Linked DNA regions of Danio rerio: regions 1 and 2 are each linked to region 3. Evidence: chromatin contacts called from public Hi-C and HiChIP or PLAC-seq data. All regions are on one chromosome and are shown on one strand. The core of a region is the stretch at or near the end of the contact, and the rest is flanking DNA. Distances in the headings are between cores, read along the strand shown.

Evidence for each region. Hi-C and Micro-C count contacts between places; a contact is called where the count stands out from the background. HiChIP or PLAC-seq counts read pairs in DNA pulled down with a chosen protein or histone mark.
Region 1: a Hi-C map of hematopoietic stem cells shows a contact between it and region 3, with 3 times the contacts expected there. The contact joins the promoter of wu:fa25f02 here to the promoter of ppp6r3 in region 3. A contact is called at or near these places in 5 of 18 Hi-C or Micro-C datasets (caudal fin, embryo, fibroblasts and 2 more) and 3 of 4 datasets of contacts at active chromatin or transcription factors (caudal fin, embryo and gastrula embryo).
Region 2: a contact with region 3 is called in an H3K4me3 HiChIP or PLAC-seq map of gastrula embryo, with 4 times the contacts expected there. The contact joins the promoter of lrp5 here to the promoter of ppp6r3 in region 3. A contact is called at or near these places in 3 of 18 Hi-C or Micro-C datasets (caudal fin, embryo and fibroblasts) and 3 of 4 datasets of contacts at active chromatin or transcription factors (caudal fin, embryo and gastrula embryo).

What each region holds. Positions count from the first base shown.
Region 1 is chr25:11,610,883-11,614,846 of GRCz12tu, reverse strand. wu:fa25f02 reads left to right here and starts at 2,453. Exons shown (of 5, transcript XM_685812.11): 1 at 2,453-2,701. ap3s2 (adaptor related protein complex 3 subunit sigma 2) reads right to left here and starts at 261. Exons shown (of 6, transcript NM_001002539.1): 1 at 122-261. The coding sequence starts at 190.
Region 2 is chr25:11,586,467-11,590,027 of GRCz12tu, reverse strand. lrp5 (low density lipoprotein receptor-related protein 5) reads left to right here and starts at 1,414. Exons shown (of 24, transcript NM_001430956.1): 1 at 1,414-1,622. The coding sequence starts at 1,541.
Region 3 is chr25:11,446,621-11,450,606 of GRCz12tu, reverse strand. ppp6r3 (protein phosphatase 6, regulatory subunit 3) reads left to right here and starts at 2,523. Exons shown (of 25, transcript NM_199684.2): 1 at 2,523-2,661.

The DNA of each region.
Region 1 (3,964 bases), core at 1,204-3,703, 160 kb before region 3:
ATGTTCAACTATAGACTGTTTATACATCTATATTAATTATAAATCAGCGTTTAGTATCAATGGTAAAGACGGAGAGTAACGTTACTGTTAACTGGTAAATGCTGTTTTGCGCGTTTCTTACAAAATATTGGTAGAATCTGATGAGCCGGGGTTTCCCATGGTTGTTGAAAATAAGAATAGCCTTGATCATCGTTGCTTGATGCTTATTTTTGTGTGTGGTTCTTCAGCGAAGCGTCTGCTTGTCAATACAAACGACTCGATGTAGTTCCGTGTCTCGTGACTTTTTTTCCAGTATAAAAGTCCTTGGAATTAAAGCTCCAGGGTGGAAAATTTACATGCAGAGTTTGCTTTTTTGTCATTTAAGCGCTTTACAATGATTATTATAGATATTTTACGTTATATTTTTGTCAAGTATATATTTCAAAAATATGATTATTTTGTGGTAGGTAATGTAAATGTCCCCGTTTATTTATTTTTTTTACATTTTGTACATATAAATCTCTTTTCTCATTTTATTTTTATCAGTTTTCTTTTATTGCATATGAATAAATCAAAATAAGGTTTTACGAGATGTATATATTTTTAAGGCATAAAAACTGAAGCAATGCAGCAAATTCTGAAAAGAAAACACCATTGTCTCAGTCACTTTATGCTGCAAGAAATCTGAAAATAGCATAGTAGAGGCACTTTACTCATTTTGTTTTTCTCAGAGTTTTCTTTTTTTGCGTATAAATAAATAAAAATAAGGTTTTACATGATGTGAATATTGTCAAAGCCTCACAACTTTAAAAAATGTTGAAAATTCTGAGAAAAACAATGAAATCAGTCATTTTAAACCACAAATAATCTGAAAATAGCATAATAGAGGCACTTTTCTCAATTTGTTTTTCTTCTGTTTCCTTTTCTTGCATATAAATTAATAAATAAATGCTTTACAAGATGTGAATACTGTCAAAGTCTAACAACTCAAAAAAAAATGCAAATCCTGAAAAAAATACCATCAAATCAGTCATTTTACAACGCAAAAAAATCTGAAAATAGCATAGAAGCACTTCTCGTTTTTTTTCTCAGTGTTTCTTTTTGCATACATAAATAAATAAAAATAAATTATGTAAATCATTTTAAAGCATAAAAACTAAAGAAATACTGCAAATCCTGAGGAAAAACACCATTAATCAGTCATTTTATGCTGGAAGAAATCTGAAAATGGCATAAATAAAGTTTGATTACTTTGCCATTTAAGTACTTCGAAATAAATATTATAATTTAACGTTATGTTTATTGTTTATGTTACATTTTTGTCAAGTATATTTCATATATATGATGATATTGTGATAAGTAATATAAAAATATCCCCGTTTAATTTTTTAACATTTTGTACATATATACTATATACACACACACCCACAGTACCCCCACCCACCCCACTGACAAAGGTCCAGTATTTGTCCAATGCATAAGCTCATTTGTCCAATGACTGTTATACCATCATAAATTATCAAAATAACCCATCAAAATGGCGGAATCTGATGCAAGTCAACTTTCACTGTATTTTTGTTATAGGGAAAACATTTTTTAAGTAACTTGTAATCTAAATCTTGGACCTTAATCTCGTTGTGAAGTTGTGAAGCACCGAAAGCGACCCATATTATTACTTATTAGACTGTTGTTGTTCTTCATGAATTTTCAAATGTACTTTGTTTTTACAAGAAAAGTTGTGATGCTCTCTACAGTATTATGTTTCTTTTTCATTATTCAAATAGGCAAATTTGGAGACAGAGAAAAGCTGAACGACCAATTTATTATTTGCCAATTAAATGACAATAGGCCACAGTTTCAAATGTAAAACTTTAACAGATTGATATTTTCAGTATGTGATATATCATAAAGTAGCTTTAAAGTAGCCTCTTCTTCATGTTTCTTCATGTACACAAAAAGCGTCCATTCGACAAGCTAATCCAGCAAAAAAAAAGTGATTAAAATCTCTCTAAAATGCAGAATTTAAACCACATAATTAAATTAAAATAAGTCGAATGGTCCAGTTTTTGAGAAAAAAAACCCCTTTCACTAGGCAGGCTACAGTCCTGTATATATATATATATATATATATATATATATATATATATATATATATATATATATATATATATATATATATATATATATATATATATATATATATATATATATATATATATATATATATATATATATATATATATATATATATACGTAACTTATATGTTCACAAGTAAAGTCTTCACTTTCGTTGTAGGCTAAATTATTTATAAAACCTTCTATTAACGATATTTAAGAAACTGCCAATGCAGTGATAATATAATCAACAACTAAATGTAGCTTAATTAGCCGTTAATTAATTTACGATCCAATCAAAACAAACGTGAAATGTATGAGCCGAGGACTTTGATTTTGACGCACTCGCGGACGCGGCGTGACCCGGAAATCCTGTATTTCCTCTTGTCGCATCACCCGTGTATCTTGTCTGTCAGCAAGCTGTTACTTACATAAACTATTCGATTGAAAATATGAAACATTTGACAGGGGAGTGACAATAAACCGCCGCCGCATTGAAGAATGAGATGCTGTTTTGTCGCTCGTGTTCGTAAACCGCAATAAAGAAGAGGGTTCTGGAAACGCTGCTGTTTACATCGAGACTAACACATTTATTTTGCTTCAGTTGGTAAGTGGATCCTCGTTAACCTATTGTGTGTTCGACAGGATTAGGACATATGTTTGTTTTCTGATTTCTTTGTGATAATATATTTATTCTTCAAACTATTCCAGTCAAATTGTATATTTTAATTGTGATAAGGGTGTGTCTGAGGGGAAAAAATAACAGATTCAGATGCAAGTCAGTTAGAAGACACATGTTCCTTTGTAAAGGGCAAACAATGATGTCGTTTGTTTTCACATTCCTAAATTAACTGCCCCGTATTAACCTAGAAAAGGCTCTTAAAAAGTTCATAACCATAATATTAAACACACCAGCATTTTGAGTGTGCTTTTACATAATGCAATTGAATGTTAACCTTTACACTTAAACATATCATATTAAGTTTAACAACGTTATTAATCACACCAAGGGCTTTTAAATTAGGGCAGTAGCATCGTGATACAGCAGTTACATAAAGAGGCAAATCACTTACAAACCATATTTAAAAATTTCATAATAACTTCATAAATAGTTCAAAAAAGTACTCGTATGTTAAACATTTAAAACTTGCTAAAATGTAAGCCTTATTGCCTCTGGAACAAAGGTGAATATATATTTGTTACACTATAAAACCCAACAGTCAATTTTATCAAATGAAATGAATGTAGTTAACTCAAAATTGACAAAGTTAATTCTACTCATTTAAAAAGAGTTTTGAACTCGGTGCTGAAGGTAATGAGTTTATTAAATACCTCATTACTAGGACCAGACAGAATCTGCTGACATTTTTTTTGCTATTTCTGCAGAGAATTTTGTAAAAAATCTGCGGATTTATGCGGAATTATTTTGGGGGATCGTAACTATAAATAAATAAAATAAAAATAATACTTTTTTTAACTTTCATTTAATGTTTACAATTCAAATCCATCTAGATCAGGGATGTCAAACTTAATTCCTGGAGGGCCACAGCCCTGCACAGTGTAGTTCCAACCCTGCTCCAACACATTTACCTGTAGGTTTTATACAAGCCTGAAGGAAAATTAGTTTGATCAGGTGTGTTTAATTAGGGTTAAAACTAAACGAAGCAGGGCTTCGGCCCTCCAGGAATTTAGTTTGACATCCCTGATCTAGATCCACTTATTAGGTAAACAAAGCAAGTCTCTCATATAATATGTATGCTGAAAGACAGAAAATAATACTTTACAAACTGTATTGTATTTGTAAATAAATCAAAGGAACACTTTTAAATTAATCAATAATATTACTGAAATTGTTCAAAAACAAAATAAA
Region 2 (3,561 bases), core at 165-2,664, 140 kb before region 3:
CTACAAATCATTTGAGTTAAAGAACTAATCTATATTAATACTGTGAACTTACCCCATTTAAGTTGAAGTCATGATGTATTTAATTAATTTAATACCTTTAACACTGAGTTCAAAAATCTTTTCAAATGAGTAGAATTAACTTTCAGTCAATTTTGAGTTAACTACACTCATTTTATTTGATAAAGTTGACTGTTGGGTTTTACAGTGTTTTATTGTTGTTGTTGTTGTTGTCGTCACTGTAATCATTATTTAGAATAAAATACAATAATATTTGACAATAAAATGCTCAGTCCACATGTTTGCAATCAATGCCTAGATTTAAAGTTCTTTTCTGTTTTTAAAAGTTCTTGCCTTTATTTTATGGTTACAATTAAAAATAGGACTAAAAACATGTCAAATTGATTGAAAACATCAGTTTATTCAGAGTTTAACAAATAAGAAACAATTTGAAACTTGATTTTCCCCCTTAAGTTCAGTCTTATTCCTTTTAGAATATTATATAATATATTCATTCATTCATTTTCTCTTCGGCTTAGTTCCTTTATTAATCTGGGGTCGCCACAGCGGAATGAACCACCAACTTATCCAGCATATGTTTTACGCAGCGGATGCCCTTCCAGCTGCAACCCATCTCTGGAAAACATCCATACACACTCATGCACTACGAACAATTTAGCTTACCCAATTGACCTATACCACATGTTTTTGGACTTGGGCAAACCGGAGCACCTGGAGAAAACCCATGCCAACACAGGGAGGCCAAGTTAACCTAATTAACCTAGTTAAGCCTTTAAATGTCACTTTAAGCTGTATAAAAGTCTCTTGAAAAATATCTAATCAAATATTATTTACTGTCATCATGGCAAAGTGAAATAAATCAGTTATTAGAAATTAGTTATTAAAACTATCATGTTTAGAAATGTGTTGAAAAAATCTTCTCTCCGCCAAACAGAAATTGGCGAAAAAATAAAGAGGGGGTGTTATTATTTAGGGGGGCTTATAATTCTGATTTCTTAATATAATTAAGATAATAATTCTGTATATATATATATCAGAATTATTATCTTAATTATATTAAGAAATCAGAATTATCTGGCTGGCAACACACCATAAAGCTAAATGCTTAGTTGTTTAGTTATTCATATCACTTTACTGCAACGTTAAAAAGAAAAACATATATATATATATATATATATATATATATATATATATATATATATATATATATATATATATATATATATATATATATATATATATGTTTTTCTTTTTAACGTTGCAGTAAAGTGATATGAATAACTAAACAACTAAGCATTTAGCTTTATGGTGTGTTGCCAGCCAGACGAGCGCTCCACAGCGCCGCGCAATCCCTGTTGATGACGTCGATCAGTTTCCGCTGTCAGTCAGTCATTCCCCTCCTCGTGCCTCCTCTACTATCGCTAGAAAAGTCGCTCGGGCGAAAAAAAAGTCCGATTGATCGACCTACGGACTAACAAACTTTCTCCTAACACCAATACCTCGAAGAAATGGAGCTGGGATTATGGAATTAAAGCCCAGAGCGCTTGCGATGGAGATTTTATTGCTGGAACTGCTGCTTTGTTGTAGTCTGACGGTGATTCGCGGTGAGTAAAAGAGTTTTTGTGGAGTTTTCCTGCGGCTCGGAGGTGTTGAAGTCATTATAGCTCGGCGAACAATGTGATACAAAGTAAAAACGCACGAGCGCGAGACTAAACCGCTGCTTGGCTGGGTTTTGCCTTACTTTACGCGCATTTTGTTTTGGTACGAGTATTTTACAGCTAAAAATACAACTATAGTAACTTTAGTGAACTGAGTGTGCGAGAAGTTTATCGTAACCTCATTCTGAGGTGGGTTTGTAAACCGAGATTTGCTTTTCTGCAAGCTTGGTTGAAGCTTTTAAACAAAAAACAAAACGAAAATCCTTTTGGTGATTCCTGTTGGAAGTGTTTGACTTGGTTTCATCCGAGTTTTTTTTAAGTTCCCAAGACGTGTAAACTGCTCTGGTTGTAGTGTTATGGAGGCCTCGGTGGTGTCGGGTGTCAAACAGCGAGAAAAGAGTGTAAAATGTATTACTTTGAGTCTGAAACTATTCTAAAGACGTGCTACTTTTTATTTTACCTGAATGGGAGCAGTTGCGGTAAGAGTTAAGTGGATATGCTAACGACGTAAACATGACTACGTGCATCAAGAGTGAATAAAGAAACACTTTTAACGAGCTCAAAGACCCTCAAAATATAAAGAGTTGGATTTTTTGTGTGTTTGATAACTTTTATAACATTTACTAAAGTGATAATTCGCTTAAGGTTAACAGATAACTCGTTTAAAAGTTGATTAAATTTAGTTTTTTGGTCTACATAGGTAGTCAATGGTCATGACTTAAAAGATATGTGTAAATACCTGTATGTATCTAGACACCATTAGCACTATTTTAACTAGTCATTTAGAATGGACCAGGAGAGTAAAAAGACTTAACGTGTTATAATAAAGAAGCGAATAGTTACAAAAAAGGCATAATAGTTCAAATAATGAAGTAAAATTGTATGAAAGTTGGATATGCTTACGATATACAGTGGATTTGCCAACGACTTAAGAGTAAGAGTAAGTGCATCAAGAGTAAATAAACGCTTTTAATAAGCTCAAAGACATTCAAAATATAAAGAGTTAGTTTTTTGTGTCTTTGATAACTTTTATTACATTAACTAATGTGATAATTTGTTTACAGTTACCAAGTTATTAGTTTAAAAGTTTATAAAATTAGTTTTCTGGTCTACATGGGCAGTTGATGGTCATGACTTTAAAGATTAGCTTGTGTGTAAATACCTGTCGGTATCTAGTCACCATTTGCACTATTTTAATTGGTCATTTAGAATGGACCAGGAGAGTAAAAAGCCTTGATATGTTATTATAAATGAGTTAATAGTTACGAATAGGCATGGAATGACAACCGTTTTCAAGGTATACTGCAGTTTGAAAAAGTTAAGGTTTTAAAACTGCCTTAATTTTCTGTAATGCCGTTCCCAAGGTATGTGAAATATTTTTTTAATTACATTTTTTTTTTTTTACCAAAGATGTCATTTTAAAACTAATGAAGACAGCAGAAGTCAATGAGTAATTTTAATTATTTAGCCTGACATGTTTACTGCTCCAAAACATTTGAAATATTTCTCAAAATAAAATATATTGTGTTTGAAGGGGAAAAAGTTGTTGTTTTTAACCCAGATATTTAAAAAGAACTTATTTTAGAGCAGTAATCACAATACCGTAAAACCGTGATATTTTTATCCAAGGTTATCATACCATCAAATTCTTTACCGACCCATGCCTAGTTACGAAATAATAGTTCGTAGTTATAGCCACAATAGTTCAAATAATGAAGTAAAATTGTATTCCAGTTGCTGTAACGTGGATATGCTAACGACGTAAACATGACTTACTTGCATCAAGAGTAAACTAAATTCAGTTTTTTTTTTTCCATTACATTAACTAAGATTAGGACATGATAATTAGTTCACAGTTAACAGGTAATTAGTTTAAAAGTAAAAA
Region 3 (3,986 bases), core at 1,274-3,773:
GCAGTATGGAAAATGTGTGTAGTTTATTGCAGCTCAAAATTATTTAACAAAAGGTGGCCCTAATCGGGCCAGGAATGATCCCGTCTACTGTCCCAAGCGTCTCTCACACTCTGCCCCGGACCATTGGGCAGTCCTTATTGTTGAGCCCTGATAAATATACAATGTATGTATGTATATATATGTATGTTTTTTTACACATTTCTGCCCAAAAATAGTTAAAAATATCAGCAGATTATGTCTGTCCGTAGCTGTAACTTATATAAAAACATTTTAAACTGTGTCAACTCACGTGTGTATTTGCGTCCTCATAATCATTTTGCGCCATGTAGCTCAGGATCCAGACTGTTTATCAGAAAAATAATCATCTAGCATGACCACTATTTTACTCACGCCATGCAAAACATCTTGTCATAGAGTCGATAAGGTTAATTGTGGCCTGTGTAATGCTGGCCCACTCCTCTACATTAGCTACGTTTCCATCCACCTATTTTTATTTGCATTTTGGAAATGCGCATAAAAAATGGTTAATGGAAACACCAAGATGCGCATACATTTTGAAACTGCGCATTAAAGAACGTATGCGCATAACTAAGTAGGATAAACTTTTAATTCGATACAAAAAGATGCAGATAAACTGCGATGGAAACACTTTTACCGAACAAATTCCAGTATGTGCATTAAAAAGGTCATGTGATTTTGTTATAAGAGATCATGTGATGGTAAAAATGTTTGTGAATGGAGAAACCAGCAGGCTGAGCACATTGTAAAACATCTTAAATGTTGTTTTGGTCATTCTAAAATGCCTTAACCTTTCTAGTATTAGTGTTATTATATTATTAATTACCTTCAGAATCAAGAGCGTCTGTGCTCCACGTCTCACGCCTTCAAACACCACCACATGTTCACTGAGTGTCAGGATTGCCTTCTGAGGTGCAAGTCATTTATAAAATGAAGAAAAGATTCACGCAGCTTCTCTTACCACCGCAAATTCCACTTTTACTGTTTATATTTGGCCCGAGTTAATCAGGAAGTGACAATTTTGTTCGCTTTGACTCGTTGGATGGAAACGCTGCTTTATTCGCTCATCTTTTATGCAATAATCCAGTTTTGCGCATAAAGTTCATTTGCATTTTTGGATGGAAACATAGCTAACGGCTGTGCAAAGTTGCTGGATATGGGCTGGAACTGGAACACACTGTCATAAATGCTGGTCCAAACATGAACACTAAATTCACAGGCAGCAGCTCTGGTGGAATATCGTGCAGTCTGCATGTCAATTGCATGCTCACTCTAAACTTCCCGACATCTGCGGTATTGTTCTGTTTTATAAAAACTGCACATTTAGAGTTATATGCCACACTTGAGAGGTGGATGGGTTACCCCGGCAAAGGAGAATTGAGCTTATGAAAAAGGGGAGCAAAACAAAATTAATGCATTAATTTTTTTATCGAGTGTCTGTTTATCATTTTTAATTGAATAATGTTATGTAGTGTGCCTTAAATGTTAACTGACCCTAGAAACGCATTAAAACATGCAAGCAATGTGTAAACAATGTGTCACCATACTATATTTTATTTCAGCATGTTTTCCATCTATCTATCTATCTATCTATCTATCTATCTATCTATCTATCTATCTATCTATCTATCTATCTATCTATCTATCTATCTATCTATCTATCTATCTATCTATCTATCTATCTATCTATCAAGCAGGAACTGTCCCTTTACAACTCGTCTATTGTATATAATATAGCTTGGTGTAAATTAAAATCCTGTTTTATGTAATATTTGCTCTGTTGGTTTACCATTTAAAATACTTTTCTTGAGGCAAACTGGAGTCTCCATTCAGTACTATGTGGTTCATGCACTCGTCGCTGATTGGACCAGTGGCGTGTCAATCATCGTGACGTCTTATTGTTGCTAGGGCGTTGCAAAGAAACCAGCCGGTTAAGGCAATCCTGAAAGCGGCACTGGGAACCGGGGACTTTGCGTACAATTGTAAAGAAACTGTTAACGCGTCGTCTTTATGATTTGGATATGTTGGAACTTAGAGAATGCGTTCAGCGGACAGGCTCTCATAAATAAGGTGAGATAAAGCAATGCGTGCGTTTTGATGTCGCCGTACTTTTAGTTTTGAAATCAGCCTTTTATTGACATTCTCGCGACCCAATCAGAAGAGTGATTTTAAATCGACTTAAAATACGATTGGCTGTAGGTAGTGTGGGTGTGTCTTAATATTTCGTTTCGTTTAAATATTGATTATAGCATGTATTATTGCAACAGTTCTGTAATCCCATTAAAAGGCATACAGTTTTGAAGTTAATCTCCGTTTTCGGGGCGTTTAAATCGAAGATTTATCCTGGAAAACAAACACGTCCTGTTTAAATCAACATTCAGTGTAGCCAATCAGCGCTCAGCACTGGATTTTGATCGACAGCTCCTCTACCTCAGGTGGGGGTTGGGGCTGTTGAAGTTGATAACGCCGCCATCTTGAAAAGTGAACTCTGATGGTCTCTCTTTTCGCGCCTGTCACAATCTGTTATAAACACCTCATTTTTCATACCTCTCCCCGTTTTTCTTTTTTATTCCGGTGACCGTTTTACCTTAAGGTTCGCCAGTCTTCATGCCGGGCTTTGGGAGTATTCCGCTTTCTTAATCGGTACGTATTTGTGTTATGTGTGTCTCTGTTAGCTTAGCATTAGCCAGCTGCACTTCTCTGTTTTGCCGAGTCAGAATGGGTTGTATTTTCAACACTTTATCTTATTTGTCTAAATAATGCTCACATTTAAGATGTGTACGGCATATTTAAACCCACCCGGGGTCTATAAAAGTTTCAAATATGTATTATCTTCCCGGCGGAAGCTCAGTGTCGGCCAAAGCCGGGCCCCGACATGCTGAAAAACTTCAGAAAGTGAGACACAAAGGTTGTGTGTCATAAGCCAGTGAGCTGTCCACCTAGACAACACTTTGCGGTAAGCAAACCTCTTATGAAAGTCCCATTGGAATGTTTCTACTGAACTTGCTTTCCCCAAAGTGCTGTCTAGGCAGACAGCTCACTAGTATTTGATGCACAGATGAAAGCCCCTTTTAAATTATATTTAGGACCCAGTGTTTATATTGGCCTCATTATTAAACGTCACTAGTTCTTTCTTATTGATCATTTAGGATTTTTCTGAAGGGTTAAGAGTTAACATGCGTTTTAGTGGACATTTTGAACGCAACCCTCATGCTCTGTTCGATATGTGCAGATCACAGGTCTGTGTTATTTGGCTCATGTCTTTTTGTCTTATAAGTAACTACGTTAGGGATTGGCTTCTGTTATCACGCTCACCCTTGTAAACAGTCTTAGTTGTTTTGACATGGCAGCACATTTTTCTAGTGCACTGAGGCAGATCATCTTTTCAGACTTGATTTTGAGTGCAACCGGAGGACTTGTGGTGGTGGTGGTTGTTGTTGTGGCCTCTGGGATGCTGGAGAGGTTTGGCAACCCTTTTTATAGCCCCAGAGAGGGAGTCACGAGGATTTTCTTCAGCACAGAGTTACTCAAGCTGAATGGTACAGGTGATCTAATGTCAGTTTGTTGTTCTTCGACCTTTTTGCACAGGATAAAGTTGGTGGAAGTGAACCTGAAAAGATTTGAACGGCAATAAATACACAGCTTTTTGATAAAGTATGAGACTAGCAAATCTGTAGCAGAAATTGTCATCTCATGGTGAAAATACAAGTTTAGGTTTAATGCAAATATCTACATATTCCCGACAACTGAACGCATTACGTGACAAATTTCCGTACTCTAAAGATAAATAGTCTAGGTCAGAAGTATATTATGTGCTTGATGCTTTTATGCATTTTCGTGTACCATTAAATTGGCATAAATATAGTCTCAGATGCTGCGGTGTAGTTCATCTATACAATTAAATAAGAGCTGTCTGGTTCACCGCTGCACATTTATTTAAAACTCGTCGTGCTACATGCGTCACTGTC